2 separate regions of the Mus musculus genome follow, and region 1 is linked to region 2. Evidence: chromatin contacts called from public HiCAR-type data. All regions are on one chromosome and are shown on one strand. Each heading gives the region's core, a stretch centred on a gene start, on an enhancer-like site or on the middle of the called end of the contact. The rest is flanking DNA. Distances are from core to core; before and after follow the strand shown. Region 1 holds the start of Gabre (gamma-aminobutyric acid (GABA) A receptor, subunit epsilon). Region 2 has its middle 53 kb from the start of Cnga2.

Region 1 (4,883 bases), core at 2,305-4,804, 230 kb after region 2:
ACCTTCAATCATTAAGGGTTAGGGTTGATGCCTTTTGGGGTAGAAGAAAAACAAAATATTTACACCACAAGCCTTAATTAGTGAGGGGGGGTCATAGTAAACGAGGAGGCACTAACTGATAAAATTTGATAATTCCTTTTAAATTTTATTGCTCTTTGGAGACTTTATATGCAATTCTTTCATAATTCTTTATTTTAAGATGGTCAATAACAAATGACTAAATTTTCAAAGGCTGTTTCATGTGAAAGCAAGTAGCTGTGCATGGTTTCGTGAACTCTGGCCAATCAGATGCTGTTACTAACCTTAGCCTCACATATGCCTGAGCCACGGCACCTGAGAGGAAGGGTCAGGCCAAAGCCCAGGACTGCTGAGGAATGCTTGGAAGTATATAGGACTGAAAAATTCTGGGATGGTTTTATAATATAATCAAGGTTATGACATAGAGGAAGACAGACTACAGAGCAGCACTTTGTGGCTTCCTTCAACAAGGAAATGGCTAGCCAATGGGAGACCATCTTGGGTACCAGGACCAATAATGAAAACAGCAATACTACTACTACTACTACTAATAATAATAATAACAATAACAATAATAATTAATACACACTTTAGAAATCCATCTGCAAATATATGGAATTCCTTGACAGCCCTAGGGTATGAGCAGCGGTGATGAAAGGTGTCACTGTGGTCATTTTCTGACATATCAGTTGTATGCTTATTATTTGAGCACTTTTCTGTATATGGGTTCTAATTCAGTAAAAAGGCATTATAACATAATCATACATACCCATAATATATGAATCACAGTCAGGTTCTGATTTTTACAATAAAATTAGAAAACCATATCATAGAGATACCGTGGAACTAGAGCATAAACAAATAATTCTTAACTATTTTTACTGGTGAAGCCCTTAACGACTATAATATTTATATACAAAATAATATGATGTCTGACATTTATTTAAAAAAACTAAGTTGAAAGAATGGTATGTAGGGGGCAGAGAAAACAAGTCACACTTTATTAATATTCAGGCTGATGGTGGCTATATGGATATTCAGTTTGCTACATATACTTGAAAAAATACAATTAAAAGCGTTGGAAAAAACTTTCAGCACTAATTAACGTTTGATGTTGAAAGGCAAGAGAGTGGTTTCCTCTAGGAGGATTTTAAGTTTGGTGACACTTGGGGGTGGGGCAATTATTTCCTTATCATCTCGGTCCTGGTTACCTGATCATGTTTACTTTATGAAAATTCACTGAGCTGTTGTTCATTTATGATTGCTATACCTTCATATTTGTGTATTACACTTTTAAAATGGTACTTTAAAGCCACCAGGCAACTTAATCCCTAAAATAAGAGCAGCAGCCTAAGGTGAGCAGGTTCCTGTGGTGCAGACCAGGGGACTGGCAATTGGGCATCAAATTGTTGGGGTTTTTTCTTGTTGTTTTGTTTTTGTTTTTCTGCAGTGTTCTGAGCTTTTAGAATAGTATAATTGCCATATAGATAGGCTAAGCTGTTGCCATTTCTCATTTCTGAAATGGCTAATTCCCATACTGGGCTAAGCAAAGACTAGGATTGGGAAAAGCATTTCTATCTTCAAATGTCATATTTAGATGATGTGTTCTTTCCTAAGGTTTTTCAGATCTCCTAGGCATCTAGAGGCTAATCCCCCAGGCCAACACCCCAAGGGACCAGAGATCCTCTACTAGGCCTACAAGGAAAAGGATCTGGGGGGAGTGGAGGTTGCTTTGATTCTTAGATTTGATTTTGCTAGTGTAAACAAACAAATAGCCACACCCTGAGACCTTTGGGGTTAAGAAGCTCCTGGATATACATACACATCATCAAAAAGCCACCAAGCTCTTTTTCAAGGCTAGATTTTCCAGGGAAGCTTTTCAGACACCCACAGTCTTCCAGATGTGATAATTCTGGATGAGACTGAAGCTCTGCACTACCACCTTCCAAATCTAGCTAAAGAGGGAAGCAAAAGAACTTGAGGAAGACCCTGGCTTTCTTTCTCAATATGCTGGCCTTTAAAATTTATTGATGGACAAACAATATGAGCCCATATGAGGAAAGGGCTATGCTCAAAATCATACACCTGATTTGAAGCTGAGCATGAACCAAATTGAAGTTTGGCCCAACACACTCCACTGCCGCCTCCCCTTTCCTGACATCACAGGTTGCCATGCTGACAGTGTGAGCACGTCAGTTTCATGCCCCCCCCCCCCACTCTGGCCGGATGGGCTGTTTTTCCCTCTTATAGCCCTCCCTTCTTCTTCACGCCCCCTCCTTTATCCTCGGCCATCTTTTGTCCCAGAAAAAAATACCATCTAAATGGACATGAATAGCAAGAAATTCTTAGTACACATTTAGAAACATTTACCAAGACCCTTCTGAGGCCAGCCTCACCTTAGGGTACCAGAAAGCCACCGGGTATCCACATCCTCCCTGAGAAGCTATGTAACCTGGGTTGAGAAGACACATTGCCCCTTCTCAAAACAAACAAATGAAAAGACACAAGCCCAATGCCATGGAGACTTCTAGAAACCTCGACAGATCAGGAAGCTTAAAAACTTGTGACAGCTCACACCCCACAAGAAACAGCTTCCAATTAAAACACAGGCACAAAACAACCATCTTCCACCCTAAATGCCAAGAAGTCCTAGGGACACCCTTTATACAAAGGCCCGGGCTCAGGGGTTTTAGGGAGGGAGGCTGGCTACTCAAGAGAAATCAGAAAAAAAGGGAGGGGGCTAGAAATCCAGGCCACAAACCACAGACCTCAGAAAAGAAAAACATTCCTGGCCTCTGATTCAGGTCTGTCCCTAAGACCAAGCAGGGTGCTTTGGGGTGAGAAGGGGAAGGGGAGGTAGGTGGGGTGGGAGCCCTTAGATAACTAAGGCTCAGGTTCCTGACTGAGACTGGAAGGAAAACGAGCAACGGGATGGGAAGCAAGTAAAGTCAGAGTTGCCTGGCATCGTGCCTGGTACTAGCAGGCGCTCCGAATAAGAAAAAAAAAATGTGAGCAAGAGTGAATCGATTAGAAACACTAAAACATTTCGAGGCACTTCAGCTCCCCCCACCCCCAGCCCAGAAGCCACCTTCCCAAAGTCCCCAGCACAACCCCCTGAGTTGTAAGCGCCTAGCTCCAGCGGTTTCTGCGCGCCCTTTCCCCTCTTCCTGCGTCAGTCTACTATAGGGAACCAGGTGCTCTTGCTTCCTGGCCGACCGCTCCAGGGCTTTGAGGGCCAGCCGGAGTCCACGACGCCAATGGACCGAACATGGTCCCACCTGACTTGCCCGGGCTCCCTGTCTTCAGCCCCCGGACGCCCGTCCTACAGGGGGGCCCACAGGAGGGTAGCATGCGTCGAAGGGACAAGGGACCAGGCTGGCCTGGTTGGTCACAAGGGACCCTGGGGGTCCCGGAAGCCTGCTGGGCACAGAAGGCTCCCCGGTCCCGGGATGGAGACTCACCTCCACTGAAGGGCCAGGAACATGTTGAGAAGCATCAGGAGAACTTTAGGCAACATCTCGGCGGTGCCTGGCACGACCACCTGTGTAGAGGTCGCAGCGCAGGTCTGGCTGTTCGGAGCGAGGTGGAGGGTTTTGTTGGGCTCCAACTTTCACTCCTCCCACTCGCCCCGCCCCAGTCGCGCTCCGCACCTTGGCCCCGCCCCCTGAGCCCCGATGGAAATCTCCGACGACGTGATCGCTGCGGCAGCGAGGAGCGAGGCTAGGGAGGGCGGGCAGGGGGTGGAGATGAGGGAGCCCTGTCGCCAAGGCCCCCAGCCGCCAGCACTGCGGCGCTGCCAGACAGCCAGGGCGGGTGGGGGGGGGTGGGGGGTGGCGGGAGGAGTAAGGAGGAGGCGAGCCTGCAGCGTGAGGCCCAGGGCTTGGGGAAAAACCGCTGTAGCGGTTGTGGCCTGGGGAGCCTCCACTGGCAGGGAGAAGACATGCGCGTGGGCATTGCGGGTACTTTGCTGCGACCCCTTCCAGACCCCTTGATGAGCTTTGAGGTCCTTGTGTTCTTCCTTACAACCTGTTGAGCCCCATCAATCTCCACATCTTCCCTTAGCCTCACTGATTTTTTCCTGGTCTCACTCCACACCCTCCAGCCCTTCAGAACACATCTAAGGAAGCTAGACAAACTCAGTACCACCCTTGGTGCAGGAAACAAGAGATCCTTAAGGGTTTTCCCTAGTAACCTCTGGTCTGAACCATTGTACAGGCCAATTCCATGGGACTAGGGAACAGTCACTAGCAAAGGATCAGATAAAGGCATTCACTGGAAGACAATCCCACAGGGACACTGACTCAACATTCTTTCCTGTTCAGCCTTGGGGCCTGGGTGTCAGAAGAGGCTTTCGAAAATGTCTCTCCACAATAGGCCAGGCAATTTTTTTTCTTAGAGAATATTCCAGAGAATAGCAGAAGAAGAAATGAGAAAGCCTGTTAGGGGGAGGGTAGCATACCAAGAATCTCCAGCATCCTTGGAAATACATTTATTTATTTATTTATTTATTTATTTATTTATTTATTTATTTTGCATAGAGCCTTCTAATTGACTTCAGATATTTGCACGACAAGCTCTCATTGAGCACTAGCAATAGCCTCCTTTACCTGTTGCTCTAGAAAGCACTGTGGGCCTGAAGGCTCTGTGGAGAGGTTTTGTTGGAGCTCACTAATCTAATAAGCTCTCTGCAGCAGCACCCTCTCTATTGCATCCCTCTGATTTGTCACGTTCAGAGCGCTGCTCTCTGTGTACTTTCGCAGGCATTGCTTTTTGAGCTTGTTTATAGTGAGCAGGTCTTTATCAATGAAGTAAGCTTGGTTCTCTCTCTCTCTCTCTCTCTCTCTCTCTCTCTCTCTCATGCACAC
Region 2 (5,161 bases), core at 636-3,135:
GGGATAGATCTCAGGCTGGGGCAGTCATTGGTTGGCTATTCCCTCAGTTTCTGCCCATCTTTGTTCCTGTACATCTTGTAGGCGGGACACCTTTTGGGTCAAAAGTTTTTTAGATTGTCCTTATCCCTCCAGTGGGAGTCCTGCCTGGCAATAGGATGGCTTATAAGTGGATATTAGCCATAAAGTATAGGATAACCACACTACAATTCACCGACTCAATGAAACCAAACAACAAGGAAGGTCCAAGGGAGGATGTCTGAACCTCACTCAGAAGGGGAAATAAAGCAGACATTGGAGGTAAATGAATGGAGGGAACTGGATGGAAGAGAGGATGGTGTGGGGCGAAAGGGCCAAGAAATCATATAGGGAGTGGGGTGAGAACAGAAATCAGGAACAAGGAGGGTGGGGAACATCTCTAGGATGTGCCAGAGTCCATGAACAGTATAGAGGTTTTAAGGAGATATGGAACCTGAAGAGGAACTTTTTTTGTTGTTAATTGTGTTAATCCTACTGATCCATGAGCAAGAGAGATCATCTCATCTTCTGATATTTCCAATTTCTTTCTTCAAATACTTGAAGTTCTTATCATACAGGTATTTCACTTGCTTTGTTAGTTAGCCCAAGATATTTTATGTACTTGAGACTACTGTAAAAGTTGCTATTACCCTGGTTTTTCTCAGTCTCCTATCATTTGCATATCTTATATGATGTTTTAAAATTACTACCGATTTTTTCGTTAATCTTGTATCCAACCACTTCAATGAATATATTTATTAGATGTAGGAGTTTCCTGATAGAATTTTGAGGTTGCTTATGTATTCTATCATAGCATCTGAAAATGATACTTTGACTTCTTTTTCAACTTTTTAATTCCCTTGATCTACTTTAGTTGTCGTATTGCTTTAGCTAGAACTTCAGGTACTATATTGGATAGATATGGAGAGAGTGGTCAACCTTGTCTTGTTCCTGATTTTAGTAAAATTGATTTGAGTTTCTCTCCATTTAATGTTATGTTAGCTATAGGCCTACTATAAATTGCCTTTGTAATACTTAGGTATGTTCCTTGTATTCCTGATCTCTTTCACCATGAAGGGGCATTGGATTTTTGTCAAAGGCTTTTGTGCCACCTAATGAGATCATCATGTGTGCTTTTTGGTTTATATGGTGAATAACATTCAACAACCCATGCATCTGCAGGTGAAGCCTGCTTGATCATGGTGGATGATCTTGATGTGTACTTGGATTCAGTTTGCCAGCAATTTATTGAGGATCTTGCATCTTTGTTCATGAGGAAAATTGGTTTGTCATTATCTTTCTTTGAAGAGCCTTTTTGTGGTTTGGATGTCAGGGTGACTATGGTCTCATAAAATGAATTTGTCAATGTTCCTTCTGTTTTTATTTTGTGTTATAATTTGAGGAGTACTGGAATTAGTTCTCATTTAAAAGTGTGGCAGAATTCTGAGCTAAAACCTTTTGACCCTGGAAGTTTTCTCTTTTTTTGGGGGGGGGAGTCTTTAATAACTGCTTCTGTTCCCTTAGGAGTTATAGGTATATTTTAATTGTTTATGTAATCTTGATGTAAAACTTTGGTAAGTAGTATATATCAATTTTGTAGAGTATAGGTTTTTCAAGTATAACCTAACTACTCTTAAGTCTTTCTATGAGAAAAGTAAACTTATACTGACGTAGTGGTGATTAAGCCCGGGCCAGAGGGCCCCTGTAGCTTCCAAATTAGAATCCTCAGACCAGAACCACAACTTCTCTGGCAACACAACACGGGCTGGGCTGGAGTCCAAGGGTGTAGAGGTGTCTGGGTGTGTCCAACTATGAAGAAACAGCTGCATGAATCTCCCAAAGCATTCCAAGGGAAGATAGTATTGAGTGAAATGAGCCATTTTAAGTCAAAGGAATGGAATGTGCCCCATTGATTGCTGAACCTCTGTCTTATTCAGGGTTTCATGGTTGAGAAAGTGGTGCTAGATAAGATGCTGATTGTGCATCTGCTCAAAGCTCAAAGCTTTATATCATGGCCCAGACCACTTCATTTCATTACATTTACTCAGCATATTCTAGCTGCCAGTTCTCATGCTAAGCCCTGGGTGAAAGAGTTCAGCAATGAATCACAGCTGGCTTCAACTGGAGCTTGAGCTTGCAATGCAGTTGAGAGACAGAAGCAATAAGTCTTAATGGGACAACAGCAACAAAGTTTTCACCTTCTTTCATTGTCAGTTCTAGAAACACAAGGATCTGCCCTACTTACAACTGCATTCACAATGCCTAGTGCTCACTTTGTATTTTTTGACTTCCCACAGCCAGACACCCACCAGGGGCCATGTGGAAAGCATGAGGCAGTCCTCCCGTGTCTGCCTGCCCTGAGCACTGGAGCTCTGTTGGGACACGGGTTTTTGCCCACTCCCTTTATTTCTCCACGCCCACTGTCCAAACTCCCCATTCTTCCTGCCACCATTTTGGTTTCAGCCAACACCACCTCTTTCTCATAGGTGTCTCACAGCCTCCTAAAGTGTCTCTTTGTCATATTTTGAGTCATATTTTGGCACAGAATACTGTGGAATCTTACAAATCTTATAACTTATGCAACTTAGAACATTCCAGTCACTTCCCATATCATGATAAATAAATAACAGTCTTTTCAATGGCCCTCAACTCCCCAATAGACTTGTGGCAGCATCTTCTGCATCTCTCTCCATACTCTGCTAGGTTCTGGCTTCACTGATTCCCTTGCTGGTCATCAAACACAGATGTCTCTTCCTGAAAGGCTTTTTCGAATATTGATTGTTTTGGATGAGATCCAACCAATCCATCCTATTTTTGTTTCAGTTCAGACACTACAGATGCAAGAGAGAATTCCCTACGTTAGAATAGGTCACGGTTTCTCTTAAAGGTATTTCTTGAGTCAGAACGTTTAGCTCAGATGCTGGTACCTTTATTGCTTAATAGTTGCCTCTTTCTTTTTTTCTTTTGAATCAATACACTTACAAAATCTTCAAGTTTAAAAACCTTTACCTTGTTTAAAACTGTGATTACAATACGGGAACAGTGTCTGGTACAGAGTAGATATCCAAGAAACAACTGTTAACTGGAACCTTTAATTATATTCTATTTCAAAAACACAGATGCAGTTTCATATTCCAGAGCAAGACCTGAGGAATCTCAGTGTTTTGTTTTGTTTTTTGTTTGTTTGTTTGTTTGTTTTGCTCATTCTCTCCACTTACTGAAGCCCAGAAGAATTTCTTTGGTTCCTAGTGATGCATGTGTGAAATTGCCACACCAAATGTTTCAAGAACAGTTCTTGTTAAAAGTTAAGCAACTGAAGGCAAGTTTGCAAAAACACTGGAGGCTTCAGGGATGGAGTAATGATTAAGAGAACTAGCTGCTCCTCCGAAGAACCTGGCTTCCATTCCCCAGTACACACATGAAGGCTCACAATTGTTTGTAACTCCAGTTCAGGAGGATCAAATGCTTTCTATTGACCTCCATTGGCACTGGAAATGCCTGCATATTTGCATGTGTATGTGCTTCACAAATATATAAGTGGGCAAAGCACTCATCACATACAATGCTAATTTTAAAAATTAAAAAATATATGTCTAGTAGAAAAAGTGTTGGTGCTTCTGGGAGGAATTTGCAAATACAGTTTCAGGTTTTAGGTGTCCAAGTCATGAAACTGCTGCAAAAACAAAAACAAAAACAAAAAACAAAACAACAAAACAAAACAACAAAACAAAACAAAAATAACAACAACAACAACAACAACAGAAATGAGAGAGAGAGGGAGGAAGGGGAGAGGGAGGAAGAGAGGGGGAGAGAAAGAGAGAATATGTGCTAAAGTAATGAAAGAAAAATAAAGACTCACTGGTGTGTTAAGCTGTAGAGACAGGTGAGGCTCAAGAAGCCAGAGACAGATGATGTCAATGAGAAAGGCTCAGAAGAGCTGGGTGTGGCGATGGTGGCGCACGCCTTTAATCCCAGCACTCGGGAGGCAGAGGTAGTGGATTTCTGAGTTTGAGGGCAGCCTGGTCTACAAAGTGAGTTCCAAGACAGCCAGGGCTACACAGAGAAACCCTGTCTCGAGAAAAGAGAGAGAGAGAGAGAACGCTTAAAGAGCAGGGAGGAGGAGCACCTCCAGGCCAAGAAGGAAGAGATCATCAAGACTCTGTCCAAGGAAGAAGAGACCAAGAAATAAAGCTTCCCTCGTGGCTGTACATAGTGGCCGGGCTGTGGCCTTTGTCTGTTGGGAAAAAAAAAAGACTGCTCAGAAGCTTGATAGCTAGTATGCTGGCTTCATCATCTTCTGACAAGGGACTTCTTTTTAGTGAAAGAGGTTATATAAGGTATGGAGATGGAGCTTAAGGAGGTGAGAGTAGGTAGGTAACAAAGCTATGTGGAAAATAAGCTTGTTATCTAGTTAATAAATTTACCAGTAAGAATTTTGTACCCATTCTGTTCTTTGTTTTGTGTCCATTCTGTCAAAATGGCACAAAAAGGCAATGGTAGAGGTGTCTCAGTCTTAGACTGGTGCTCAAGATAGTTAATGGCAGTTGGAGTACCTGCCAAAAGGTTTGCTTACTATATATCTCATGGTCTAGGCTACTGAGAGTATCATGTAGATTTCACCAACAGCACTTGGCTCCAGTCATTGTTTCCCAGACCTCAGTTTGCTTAGGGTCATCACTGAAGCATCAAGGGATGCAGCTCCAAATACAAATAAAGAAGAACTCTGTGAGTTCAAGGCCAGCCTAATCTATATACTAAATTCTAGGCTAGCTGGGGCTACATAGGGAGAACCCATTTCAAGAAAGAAGAAGAATGAAATTATCTCATTTGTAGGAAAATGGATATAAACTTTCCCACTGCTGCCCAAGAGTGAGCCCAACTTCAAATTCCCCACATCTCTTCCAGTGTCTTCCATCTGGTCTATGATTCTCGGCCTGGGTACAATTTGTGTATTGTGTGTCTGATCTGTGTGTTCCTGCTGCCCATGATATGTATCTATGTAATAATGCACACACACACACACACACACATGCATATATATATATATATATATATATATATATATATATGCATGTGTGTGTGTGTATATATATATATATATATATATATATATATATATATATATATGTGATATATATGTGTGTGT

The links. HiCAR-type assays count read pairs that join an accessible place to other places.
Region 1: a HiCAR-type map of fibro-adipogenic progenitors shows a contact between it and region 2, with 3 times the contacts expected there. The contact joins the promoter of Gabre here to the enhancer-like site in region 2. A contact is called at or near these places in 5 of 39 promoter capture datasets (the 3T3-L1 cell line, 3T3-L1-derived adipocytes, embryonic stem cells and 1 more), 1 of 484 Hi-C or Micro-C datasets (reprogramming fibroblasts), 1 of 115 datasets of contacts at active chromatin or transcription factors (fibro-adipogenic progenitors) and 1 of 9 other capture datasets (liver).

What each region holds. Positions count from the first base shown.
Region 1 is chrX:72,271,167-72,276,049 of GRCm38.p6, forward strand. It overlaps Gabre (gamma-aminobutyric acid (GABA) A receptor, subunit epsilon), which reads right to left and starts at 3,555. Exons shown (of 9, transcript NM_017369.2): 1 at 3,480-3,555. The coding sequence starts at 3,535.
Region 2 is chrX:72,042,421-72,047,581 of GRCm38.p6, forward strand. No RefSeq gene overlaps it. Among named protein-coding and RNA genes, the nearest start is that of Cnga2, 53 kb to the left of the region's middle. Within about 2 kb of position 1,886, at least 22 of the 459 cell types and tissues checked have an H3K27ac peak or open chromatin away from gene starts, as enhancers often do. A contact at or near this core is called in fibro-adipogenic progenitors, where this site is marked.